4 separate regions of the Mus musculus genome follow, and all the other regions are linked to region 3. Evidence: chromatin contacts called from public HiChIP or PLAC-seq and promoter capture Hi-C data. All regions are on one chromosome and are shown on one strand. Each heading gives the region's core, a stretch centred on a gene start, on an enhancer-like site or on the middle of the called end of the contact. The rest is flanking DNA. Distances are from core to core; before and after follow the strand shown. Region 1 holds the start of Zdhhc18 (zinc finger, DHHC domain containing 18). Region 2 overlaps Wdtc1 (WD and tetratricopeptide repeats 1). Region 3 holds the start of Rpa2 (replication protein A2). Region 4 holds the start of Wdtc1 (WD and tetratricopeptide repeats 1).

Evidence for each region. Promoter capture Hi-C pulls out the DNA fragments that hold promoters and counts their contacts. HiChIP or PLAC-seq counts read pairs in DNA pulled down with a chosen protein or histone mark.
Region 1: a promoter capture Hi-C map of liver shows a contact between it and region 3, with 2.3 times the contacts expected there. The contact joins the promoter of Zdhhc18 here to the promoter of Rpa2 in region 3. A contact is called at or near these places in 1 of 39 promoter capture datasets (liver) and 1 of 115 datasets of contacts at active chromatin or transcription factors (microglia).
Region 2: an H3K27ac HiChIP or PLAC-seq map of double positive thymocytes shows a contact between it and region 3, with 4 times the contacts expected there. The contact joins the enhancer-like site here to the promoter of Rpa2 in region 3. A contact is called at or near these places in 2 of 484 Hi-C or Micro-C datasets (embryonic stem cells and uterus), 1 of 115 datasets of contacts at active chromatin or transcription factors (double positive thymocytes) and 3 of 9 other capture datasets (adipose tissue, embryonic stem cells and liver).
Region 4: a promoter capture Hi-C map of neutrophils shows a contact between it and region 3, with 3 times the contacts expected there. The contact joins the promoter of Wdtc1 here to the promoter of Rpa2 in region 3. A contact is called at or near these places in 4 of 39 promoter capture datasets (the C10 cell line, hippocampal neurons, liver and 1 more), 1 of 115 datasets of contacts at active chromatin or transcription factors (kidney) and 2 of 9 other capture datasets (liver and pancreatic islet).

What each region holds. Positions count from the first base shown.
Region 1 is chr4:133,631,984-133,634,683 of GRCm38.p6, reverse strand. Zdhhc18 (zinc finger, DHHC domain containing 18) reads left to right here and starts at 1,255. Exons shown (of 8, transcript NM_001017968.2): 1 at 1,255-1,605. The coding sequence starts at 1,295.
Region 2 is chr4:133,295,627-133,298,326 of GRCm38.p6, reverse strand. Wdtc1 (WD and tetratricopeptide repeats 1) reads left to right here. Exons shown (of 16, transcript NM_199306.4): 13 at 672-907; 14 at 1,734-1,911. Among named protein-coding and RNA genes, the nearest start is that of Tmem222, 19 kb to the right of the region's middle. Within about 2 kb of position 1,441, at least 71 of the 459 cell types and tissues checked have an H3K27ac peak or open chromatin away from gene starts, as enhancers often do. A contact at or near this core is called in double positive thymocytes and uterus, where this site is marked.
Region 3 is chr4:132,767,026-132,769,725 of GRCm38.p6, reverse strand. Rpa2 (replication protein A2) reads right to left here and starts at 1,366. Exons shown (of 9, transcript NM_011284.3): 1 at 1,260-1,366; 2 at 940-1,046. The coding sequence starts at 1,269.
Region 4 is chr4:133,338,026-133,340,725 of GRCm38.p6, reverse strand. Wdtc1 (WD and tetratricopeptide repeats 1) reads left to right here and starts at 1,411. Exons shown (of 16, transcript NM_199306.4): 1 at 1,411-1,730.

The DNA.
Region 1 (2,700 bases), core at 6-2,505, 870 kb before region 3:
GATCTGAGACCTTCTTCAGGCCTCCATGCATACGTAGGCCTGCCCTCTCGGTCTCCCCACGTGCACGTTCAGTCACACAAACACAAATGATCTGTCTTAGGGCAGGTGGAGCAGCTCAGTGCTAGAGACAGGGGTTGCCCAGCTGGTGAGGTCCTGGGTGGGATACTCAAGTATCCCAAAAGCAAAACAATCCCTGTTCTTTTGTTTTGTTTTTCGAGACAGGGTTTCTCTGTGTAGCCCTGGCTGTTCTGGAACTCACTCTGTAGACCTGGCTGGCCTCGAACTTAGAAATTCGCCTGCCTCTGCCTCCCAAGTGCTGGGAGTAAAGGCGTGGGCCACCATAGCCAGCTAGCAATCCCTGTTTTCACAAATGGATGCTAAACTCTCCTTGTCAGGTTCAGGAAGTGCACAAGTCCTTCAGAGAAACCTCGCTGGTGAGCCACTGCAATGAGCTCTAGTAACTTTGGGTGGAGTTTCAGCAAAACTCCCAGGCCTCCAGTCACATCACGAGAAATAAGTTCCACCATCAACTTGAATGGTTTGCAAGGAGGCTGGACCCCATTTGCTCCAGATAAGACTGCCTGATTTAGCCCTATGAGCTTTGGGGGTGATGCATGTAAAAGAATTTGCTAAAATATTTCTGGACTTCCGACCTGAGTCCTAGAAAATATAGTGTGCGCGTGTGTGTGTGTGTTTTCAGCTGAAACAGGGACTCACTTGTAGCCCAGCTCGTTGCAAATTCACCTTGGACCTTGGCCTGAAGGTCCTTGAACCCTACTTGTCTCAGTCACCAGGAGTTAGCCCACCCCAGTTCCTGGTTGGTTAGGTCTGTTGTGAAAACACCCACCTGAAAAAAGTTTGGGGCCCTTAGGCATGATCTCCATTTGGGGATTATCTAGAACCCAGGGTTGAACCTAGGACAGCAGGGAGGGAAAGACTAAAGGATATTTCACTCACACCCCTTTAGACACTCGGAACTTTCAAAGCACCCTTACCAGCTTGCCCTCAGAGGTGGGCGAGCCTGGAGTGCCTGAGCTGTCCCCTGAATCTCTGACTCCTAAGGCAGGGTCTGAGAGCACCGGCAGCTGAGGGAGCCCTGGAGGCCGCATCTGCAGAGCCCGGGCTGGGCGCAGGAGGCGCTGCGGAGCGAGCCGGGGGCGGGGCGGCAGCGGAGAGGCCAACCCGAGCGAGCCTGCCTGCCCGCCCGCCAGCGCCGCGCGCGCCGCCGCCACCTCCGCTGCTCGGCCCGGTCCCGGAGCGGCCGGGCGCGGAGCCGAGGCCCGCGGCCGGCCGCATGAAGGACTGCGAGTACCAGCAGATAAGCCCCGGGGCCGCCCCGCCGCCCGCCTCCCCCGGGGCGCGTCGCCCCGGCCCCGCCGCGCCCCCTGCTCCAAGCCCCGGGCCCGCGCCTGGCGCGCCGCGCTGGAGCGGCAGCGGCAGCGGCAGCGGGAGCCTGGGCCGCCGGCCCCGGCGTAAGTGGGAGGTGTTCCCGGGCCGCAACCGCTTCTACTGCGGAGGCCGGCTCATGCTGGCCGGCCACGGCGGCGTCTTCGCGCTCACGCTGCTGCTCATCCTCAGCACCACCATCCTCTTCTTCGTCTTCGAGTGAGTTCGCCCACCCCCACCCCGGCACTGCGTCCCCGGCCGCCGCTCCTTCCCCGCCCGCATCCGTGAGCCCTCGGGCCTCCGCCCGCCGCCCCGGAACCCCGGAACCCCTTCTCGCCACCCGGACCTTGGGTGCCCCGCCCGGGTCACCAGCTTTTGCCGGGTCCCTCAGGTCCACCTGCGGTCACTCACTGGCTGGTTCTTGCCTATCCCAGGCTCTTTCTGACCCTTCTAGGCGTCTTTCATTCCTGTCCTCAGACAAGTAAGTTTTTGTGTCCTTTGGCTGTGGACACCCTACCATGAATTTTTCTAGGCGTCCTCTCAAGTCCCTCCAAGGTTCTACAGGGTCCTGGCTCCCACACCCGCTTTCCCTCAGTCATGGTCACCCTAGGCCCGGAGGCAGTCCTCCCTAAAGCATCTCTGGGCCTCTCAGACAGGCCCTTCTCTCTCCAGCACTTTCCTTAGTTTCTCCAAAGCTTCTTCCCGACGCTCTCTTAGCTCCCTAGTCCTCTAGGTGTCTCCCACCCTGCCCTGTCTCTTTCCCCTCCGGACACTCTGCATCCCTCGGTGGCGGTCCACCACCGGGACAGCGGGCGGCATCAAGATCCTTTTCAGGAAAGAGACCTGAGTGCTTTCACACGGCCTGTCTTATTTGCCCCTATGGGCTTCTGACCTTTTCCCAGTGACCTAGGGTTGGCCTACACTGTAGCTCCGTTTTAGGACTGAAGGATGGAGGAGTGGCTGCTTATAGTTTTCTCGGGCCACTCATGCATCCAAAGTTTCCACCCACCCTCAGCCTCTAGCTGGAGTCACTTGCCCTGTGACTCCTTGAGGGCACATACACCCCCACTTGAACGCACCCGGGGTGAGTCCCACCTTTCCCTCCTACTTCTTCCTATTGGTTTCTTTTATTATTCATTATGGTTAAGAACTCCATCTCTGGCTCCAGTCCCAGCTCCACCTCCCACTAATTGTGTGGCCTGCAGGCAGTCATTTTACGTTTCCAAACCTCAGTGCCCTCACCTGTAGAATGGGGACTTTAATAGTACCCACCCCCGACAGGGTTCTATTGAGATTGGTCATGCTTGCAAGCCT
Region 2 (2,700 bases), core at 192-2,691, 530 kb before region 3:
CCTTTATCCATACTTGTCCATTGGAGAAAAGAGTAGAGAGGATTTGGAGCTCCTGGTGTGCACAGCCCCCTCACCATCAGCTTCCAGAGAGCTGACTTTGCCAGACAGTCAGGCCCCATCCTCCAGCCCCAGGAGGTGGAGGCCACAGCTGCTGCAGATCAGTCAGCCAGGACAGAGGGGGGTCTGGCTGAGGGCATGCTGGTCAGACCCTGAGTCCCTGGCCTAACACTTCTGGCTTCTCCAGGCCACAGAACTGTCCTTGAGGGCCCCCTGCCTTGGACATAGCTTTGAAGACCAGCAGGGGGATTTGAGGAGGTGGATGAAGGAAAAGAGAAGGAGGGCTTGGGGAGTCTGCGGTGGGCAGGATGCCAGGCCTTCTGCTGCAGAGCTGCGGGTGCCTGAGGTGAACAGTGCACAGTTGCAGCCTACGCCCAGCAGAGGGCAGCCCGACACTGCTCTTTACTCGCCAAGCCTCAGGCTCCTGGCTTGAGCCTCAGCTTACTCCTGCTCCCAGGGAGGGAGCAGTGGGCTTCGCCAAGGCTTCATCTCCTTATCTCCTCACCCTGAGGGTTGTCAGAGATGGCCTAGAAGTAGCCACAGAAGATGGTGGGAACCTTGTATCTGCCACAGGGCCTCTCTCACCTCTAAGCTATGTTCCTGTACCTTCTCAGGGACGGGGACCACTATGATGCCCTCCGGGACTGCCTCAAGGCCATCTCCCTAAACCCTTGCCACCTGAAGGCACACTTCCGTCTGGCCCGGTGCCTCTTTGAACTGAAGTATGTGGCCGAGGCTCTGGAGTGCCTGGATGACTTCAAAGGGAAGTTCCCAGAGCAGGCCCACAGCAGTGCATGTGACGCATTAGGCCGGGACATCACAGCTGCCCTTTTCTCCAAAAGTGATGGTGGTGAGTGTGTGCCCAGGAGACGCAGCTGTCCGTTCCCTACCCAGAAAGGCCCTGGCGCTTTGATCTAGAAGCCCTGGTTTCAGATGCTGATTATGAAACTCCATGGACTTAAGACAGTCTGACCCCTGAAACTCACTTTTCATGGCTGAAGAAGGAGACGGTCAGCATCTCCCAGTGAAACTCTGTTGAAAGTTAATGTTAGCATTCAAGGCACCAGGTAGAGCCCAGTCAGGCTGTGTGAGCTCTAGCTGGGCCTTCCCACCTGTCCCCAGACGGGCCTTGGCAGAGCACACTGGGCAGAGGCAAGTGCTGTTTGTTGTCTTTGTCTCAGTCTGGCCATGGGCAGCAGGCATGGTGTCTAGGACAGTGCCTTAGTTCTCAGCTTAGCTCTACCAGGTCGAACTGTGTGGCCATGGATCCAGCACAGCCTCCAAACCGGTCTTGTCTGCAAAGGGCACACCAAGCCTTCCCAGTGCCTCTGTAGATTTGTAGGACGAGCTGGGTCATGGTGACCAACTATGAGAGTCTCCAACTATGAGAACTATGTGGGATAGATCTCACTGGAGGCAGATAACTAGCCACGGGATTCGCTCATTCCATGAGTAGTGTTCAGGCTGACGCCAGCGATGCAAATTCCTACGGACTTCTCTTAGTTCTTGGGAGTAAACCTGGGGGCAGATGGCCTGGCATTGCCTGGTCTGGGTTGGAAACTGTAGCACAGGGGTAGAGGAGACACTGAGGGGGGGGGAGGGAAGGGAAGCCTCCCACCTCCCTCACATCTCTCCTTCCTCACCTCTTTCTCATCTCTCCTTGCTTTCGGCCCCAGAGGAGAAGAAGGCAGCTGGTGGTGGTGGTGGTCCAGTTCGCCTTCGAAGCACAAGTCGCAAGGACTCCATCTCAGAAGACGAAATGGTGCTACGGGAACGGAGCTACGACTATCAGTTCCGCTACTGTGGGCACTGCAACACCACCACGGATATCAAGGAGGCCAATTTCTTTGGCAGGTCTGAGGCCCTGAGCAGGAGGAGGGCACACATCCCAGTTGACAGCAGGGTTTGAGGGGTTGCGCCACGTGGGAGACATAATTTGAGGGTACTCGTGGTCTGGCACTGCCTCTATACCCTTAGGTTCCTCCAGTAGCCTCTGTTTGTTTGTCTGTACAGTGAAAGCAGCCACACCACTCGTGGAATCATAACAGACCGGGCTGAGCAGCATCAGTGCTGTGTTGGGAAGTTCCCTCTGCCCCTCCCCACTCTGTCCAGTGGCCCAGAGCTTGCTGGCTTTATCTGGACACTTGGAGCTTTTGTCTGCTCCTGAAAGGGAGGCTAGAACTATGAGGCTGGGCATCTGAGACCGTGCCCTGGGGACTAGGGGACACAGCCTGTGTTCTCAGACACTCCCACCCCAAACCCCACCCTTGCTTTGTTTATACCCTTTGGACTTACATCCAGAGGGTCTCTCTCCAAAACCCCCTCTGACTGTCAACAGTGTGAGAGGCCTATATTATGGATGAATGGACTTAGGATTTGCTAGTCGGCGTCCAAGAAGTTTTGGAGAGATAGATACAAGAGATGGCCCTACACCAGTGAGATAATAATGACCTCGTGGATACTGTCGTGCCACATTGGAGGGACCCAGACAGCACTGATGTTGGTTTTTTGTTGTTGTTGTTGTTCTGTTTTGTTTTTGTTTTTTGAGACAGGGTTTTATTGTGTAGCCCTGGCTGTCTTAGAACTCACTCTGTAGACCAGGCTAGCCTTAAAATCTCAAGAGATCTGCCTGCCTCTGCCTCC
Region 3 (2,700 bases), core at 117-2,616:
AGACATAGCAAGAGCAGTGTTCAGGACACCACGGAGACAACAGGGCCTTGTGAAAAGGCTTGAGAAATGACAAGCAGAAAAAGGACTACGAAGATGCTCTAGGTTTCTTGATAAAATGGAAGAAGTTAGAAGTATAGCTTCTTTTAGGAGATATTCTGGCAACCAGATGGCAGTCTCTGCAGAAAACCTGGTGAGTTTCGTCAAGCTGCTCATCTTTGGGCATCTTAACAGGAGAGTCAGATGGAGTGGGCAGAGGAGCATCTAGCAAAGACACTTGCCTCTCAAGCCACCTACGAGCAATGTAGTTTGTTTGTTTTTTAAGAAAGGATCTTTTTGGGCTGGAGAGATGGCTCAGCGGTTAAGAGCACTGACTGCTCTTCCAGAGGTCCTGAGTTCAATTCCCAGCAACCATACGGTGGCTCACAACCATCTGTAGTGGTATCTGATGCCCTCTTCTGGTGTGTCTGAAGACAACTACAGTGTACAGGCAGGTGGATCTCTGAGTTCCAGGCCAGCCAGAGCTACAAACACCTCCAAAACACTTGGTCATACAATGAATATGTACGAGGCAGAAAAAGCCCAGCAGATTAAGGCTTAGCGTGTCCTTCCTGTCAGTTACCAACAGGAAACAACCCCAAACCTGTTCTGAACACAGTGGACTCTTGTTCTTCAGGGATTTTTGTGCCCTGGGGACAGCGATATTAAACTCTACTAAAGCATACTTTCGAGTGGTAGGGCCAGGAAAATGGAGGCCGGGCGAACCACTGCAGGCTTGCCAAACAATAAAATAATAAAAACCCTGTTCCCCACTTGACCATACAAAAGACAAGGTAGGTAACGGACAGCTTCTGACACCTTGGGGTGTGCCACCCTCCCGCACGAAAACACGTTCCCTCCTGGCCAGGACACAAATGAGAACGGAGCCGTCAGTCTACGTACCGATTTCTTCTCCGCCTGCGACGGTGTGGGCGACCCGAAGCCACCGGGGGACTGCGTGTAGCCGCCTGCTCCGCCATAGGTGGAGCTGCTGAAGCTTTCGAATCCGCCTGCGGGGAACGACCGTCGTCAGAGTCTGCGCTGCGCTCCCCATCTCTATACCTGGCGACCGCTGTCCCCACCGCCCCAGCCGCGACAATCCCCCTGCCACCCCGCGAACGCCGCCGAGCCCGCCTCGGGCCTCTCGCTCCGTCCCGGCCTTCCTGCGCCAGACTCGCCCACTCCCAACACCCTCGCGTGACTCTCCCCACGCCCGCCATTACTATTCCACATCCTGGTCGCAGTTCTCCGGAGAGAGCGGCCCAAGACGCTCGGACACGAAAACTAAGAACACTTGGGAACTCTGTGCCGCTCTGGCGTGGCAGCCTTCTGGCTACTTTGCACTGGCGCCACAAACTCCTTCCCGCGAAGGGACAGCCAATCAGCGCCCTGGACACATTTACCTTCAGCCAATCAGAACTCATGAGTCCCCTCCTTTTTTTTTCGGTATCAAGGCCAAGCTTAGGAAAAACACCCGGCCCCAAGAAGGAATGGAAGCATGCGCGGCCATCTTTACTGAGGGCAAATTTCCGATAGGACAGTATTCAAGAAAACAACCAATCAAAACGATACTTCCGGGGCCATCCTCAAGCATTCTTCACACACACCCCATCTCCGTCGCATGCAACCCTACATCACTTCCGCCGCTCGCTAGCCCCCTTTTCCCGCCAAACTGCTAGTTTTCTGCTCTTCCAGAACTCCCGAGTTCAATTCCCAGCAACCACATGGTGGATCACAACCATCTATAATGGGATCTGCTGTCCTCTTCTGGTGTGTCTGAAGATAGTGATATTGTATTCATAAATAAATACCTGCGTGATGGTGGAAGGAGAGGCTCAACTGTTAATCCCACTGAAGATGAGTAGAAATGATTAAACAATTTTTGGTCAAATTAAGCAAGCTTAATTTTGTCAGAGATGGCTATCTCGCTAAACTGGGGTTTTGAGAAAACAGCATCGCCGGGCAGTGGTGGCACAGACCTTTAATCCCAGCATTTAGGAGGCAGAGGCAGGAGGATTTCTGAGTTCGAGGCCAGCCTGGTCTACAGAGTGAGTTCCAGGACAGCCAAGGCTACACAGAGAAACCCTGTCTCGAAAAAACAAAACAAATACAAAATGAGAAAACAGCATCGAACACAAGAGGTGAGGTTTATATAACCCCCAAAACTGCAAGAATATGGACATTTTCAAGGGTTATGTAGGCACTTGGTCGAACATTTCAGCATTATTTGGCAGAACGTCTATCAGACTGAAATCAGGGTATAGGGTGTGGAACCTGTCGAAATTCAGAAAGTTGGTCAAGACCTGGTCAAATTAAGTTTTATAGAAAAGAGGAATGGACTTATTTTGGTAGTATGATAAGATGGCTTCAGAACTTAAGGTGGAGTCAGGCTGCTCCATCACAACTCCTACAAGTTGTCCTCTACACACACACACACAAGCACACACTCCAGCACACATGTTCATACGCACACACAGGCTTGTATCCAGGGCATAGATAACATGTTCATGTTTTCAAAGAAAGAAACCCTACCTGGGGGAGGGGTTGGCACACGCCTTTAACCCCAACACTTGGGAGGTGGAGGCAGGTGGATCTCTGTGAATTTGAGGCCAGCTTGGTCTACAGTGTGAGTTCTAGGACAGTCAAGGCTGCACAGGGAAACCC
Region 4 (2,700 bases), core at 162-2,661, 570 kb before region 3:
ATGGGAAGAGAAACTTAGGACCAGCACTCTTTTAAAGATTTGTTTATTTTTATGTATATGAGTACACTGTAGCTGTACAGATGGTTATGAACCCTCATGTAGTTGCTGGGAATTGAATTTAGGACCTTAGCTCACTCCAGTCAGCCCTGCTAGCTCCAGCCCAAAGATTCATTTATTATAAATAAGTACAATGTAACTGTCTTAGAGGCACCAGAAGAGGGCATCATATCTCATTATGGATGGTTATGAGCCACCAAGTGGTTGCTGGGATTTGAACTGAGGACCTTCGGAAGAGCAGTCAGTGCTCTTAACCGCTGAGCCATCTCTCCAACCCTGGACCAGCACTCTTAAGTGCTAAATGTTTGTACTTAGTCTCCAGCACTGCCTGGTTTCATTCCTTGTTTTCTAACCAGTTGTGTGACCCTGGGCTAGCATCTTTTTAACTACTTTATGCTTGTTTCTTCTTTTTAAAAACATAGGAACAATTGTATCTATCAAAGAGAGCATGCCCAATACAGTGAAAATAAAAGTGTTATTACTTAGACGTTGGCATACTGTGTATCTGCCACTCTAAGAGAAGAGAAATGTAAGGTGATTGCTTTTGAGTTGAAGCTCCTGGTCTCTCTCCCTTAAGTTATCTTTACTGCCACCTTTGTCACCTTGGAACTCCCTTAGAGAGGAGGGTGTCTCCGTTCTGACTTGGAGCTTGAAAGTCAGAAGAGCAATTACTTGGCTAGTATTAGATAGACCTTGTCTGCCATCGATCTGGGTTCCTAGAGCTCCCAGGTCACTCAACATAGGACCTTTTCCTTCCAGCACCTGAAGATTCGAGCATGGAACCTGTAACTTCAGCAGCCCCCTAGAGCAAGGAGCAGGCTGAGGCTTTGCTCTGGGAGGACTCAGGGTCTTAGCCTTAGGTGTCCCCTAATTTACAGCATCAAAAGCAATTTTGATGAGCTCTTAGCCCTTGGAGGGTCTGTACTGGACCTGGGAGAACATGTGGAATTGGGACTCAGAAAAGGTGTAGTGGGATGGGAGGTGCGTCCAGGTAACTAATGGTAACCGGGCGGGGCAAGTCCACGCCGCAGGACCTCTGCGATGGCGAAAAACTACGACTCCCATGATACTCCAGAGCTGAGCCCCGCTTTTCCGCCCGCCCACTGGCTGCCGTTCCCGCGAGCGGTGAAGCCGATTGGCCCCGGCGAAGTGGGGGGCTCCCCCGCTAGCAGGTTAGTGGGCGCCACCGGCAGCAGACGTTGACCGGGCGCGCGATGGAGGGGGGGTGAGGGTGGCAGAGAGGACTAGGGCCCGCGCTCACTATTCAGGAAACTGCCGAGCGCCATCGCCGTAGCGTAGCCGCGGACCGTGAGACGCGGGGCCGGCGCGGAGACTGCGTGGCGCAGGCGCAGTGCGGGACTTCTCCTGGGTCCCCAGACAGCTGGAGGAGATAAACAGAGGAGGAGGGAGGGGAGTGCGTGTGTGAGAGCGCGCGAGGGAGTGTGAGTGTGTGTGAGCGCGGGTGTGAGGCGGTGCGCAGGGGCGGGCGGAGGCGCTGTCCGGCCCCGGCCAGGCGCCGGGCGGGGAGCATGGGAAGAGGCTAGAGCTGCCCGGGTCCCCAGCCCCCTTCCCGGGATCCGCACCCCTGCTCCCGGGAGAGGGGCCGGGCCCCCCCGGACCGACATGGGCTCCTGAAGTTGCTCCGCTGCTGGTCCTGGGAAGAGACCTGACAGGTACGGGTCGCCGCCGCCCCATCCCCGCCGCAGATGTCGAGTCGGGGACCGGCTCCCAGAGCCCCGGCTCCGGGGCCGTCCGCTCTGGGCCGGCTCCCTGCTTGGGGGCCTGAGCCCGATCGCCTCGGGACTCCGGGGTGTCCCGGGAAGGGGTCAGGCCTCGGCGGCGAGGAAGGGCAGAAAGGGCCGGGGAAGGGAGGCTAGAAGAGGACTGGCTGGGAGGTCGGGGGAGGGGGTGGGGGAAGGCTGTAGGAGTCCCGCAGGCTCCACCGGGGCAGAGGTAGAAGTCGTCCTATCACGGGACTTTTATTTATTTATTTTTTGCGGAGTTTTTGACATCTGATCTGGCGCCGATCGCACTCAGGAAGAAAGGGGCAGGTGGAAGTTTCAAGAGGTCAATGACCTGGTCTGCTCTTTCCGTGTCTCTCTGCCTCTCTTTCCCTCTCTTGCTCTCTGTTTCTGTCACCCCATACTCCTTTTCTTTCTTTCTCTCCTTCTCCTTCCTCTCTCTCTCTCTCTCTCTCTCTCTCTCTATAGAGAGAGAGAGAGAGAGAGAGAGAGAGAGAGAGAGAGAGAGAGAAAGAGAGTGAGTTTTCAGGCTTCTGGCAGTCGCAGATGCCTTCAGTGGCTCATCCTGGCACCAAACTGAACTTTGCCAAGGTGTTTGCATCATCGACTGTAGCGCTAAGTACAAAGGGTCTCTGCTTGGGAGTGGGCTATTAGTACCCACTTCAAAGGGTAAATAAGAATCGGTAGAGATAAACTGCAAACCCGCAGGATCTCTTTCTGAAAAGCTTTAGTGGAGCGTCCCGTCCCACGCCCCACCCCCCACCCCCCATCCCAAGCCCGGTGATTGGAGTTTCTTGGCGACTTATGGTTTGCTCTCCGCTGCAGGTGCATTACCAGGACTAATAAGAATTAAAAAAAAAAAAGTATGAGGGTTTACATGCGATTTATCTGAGCAGTACAG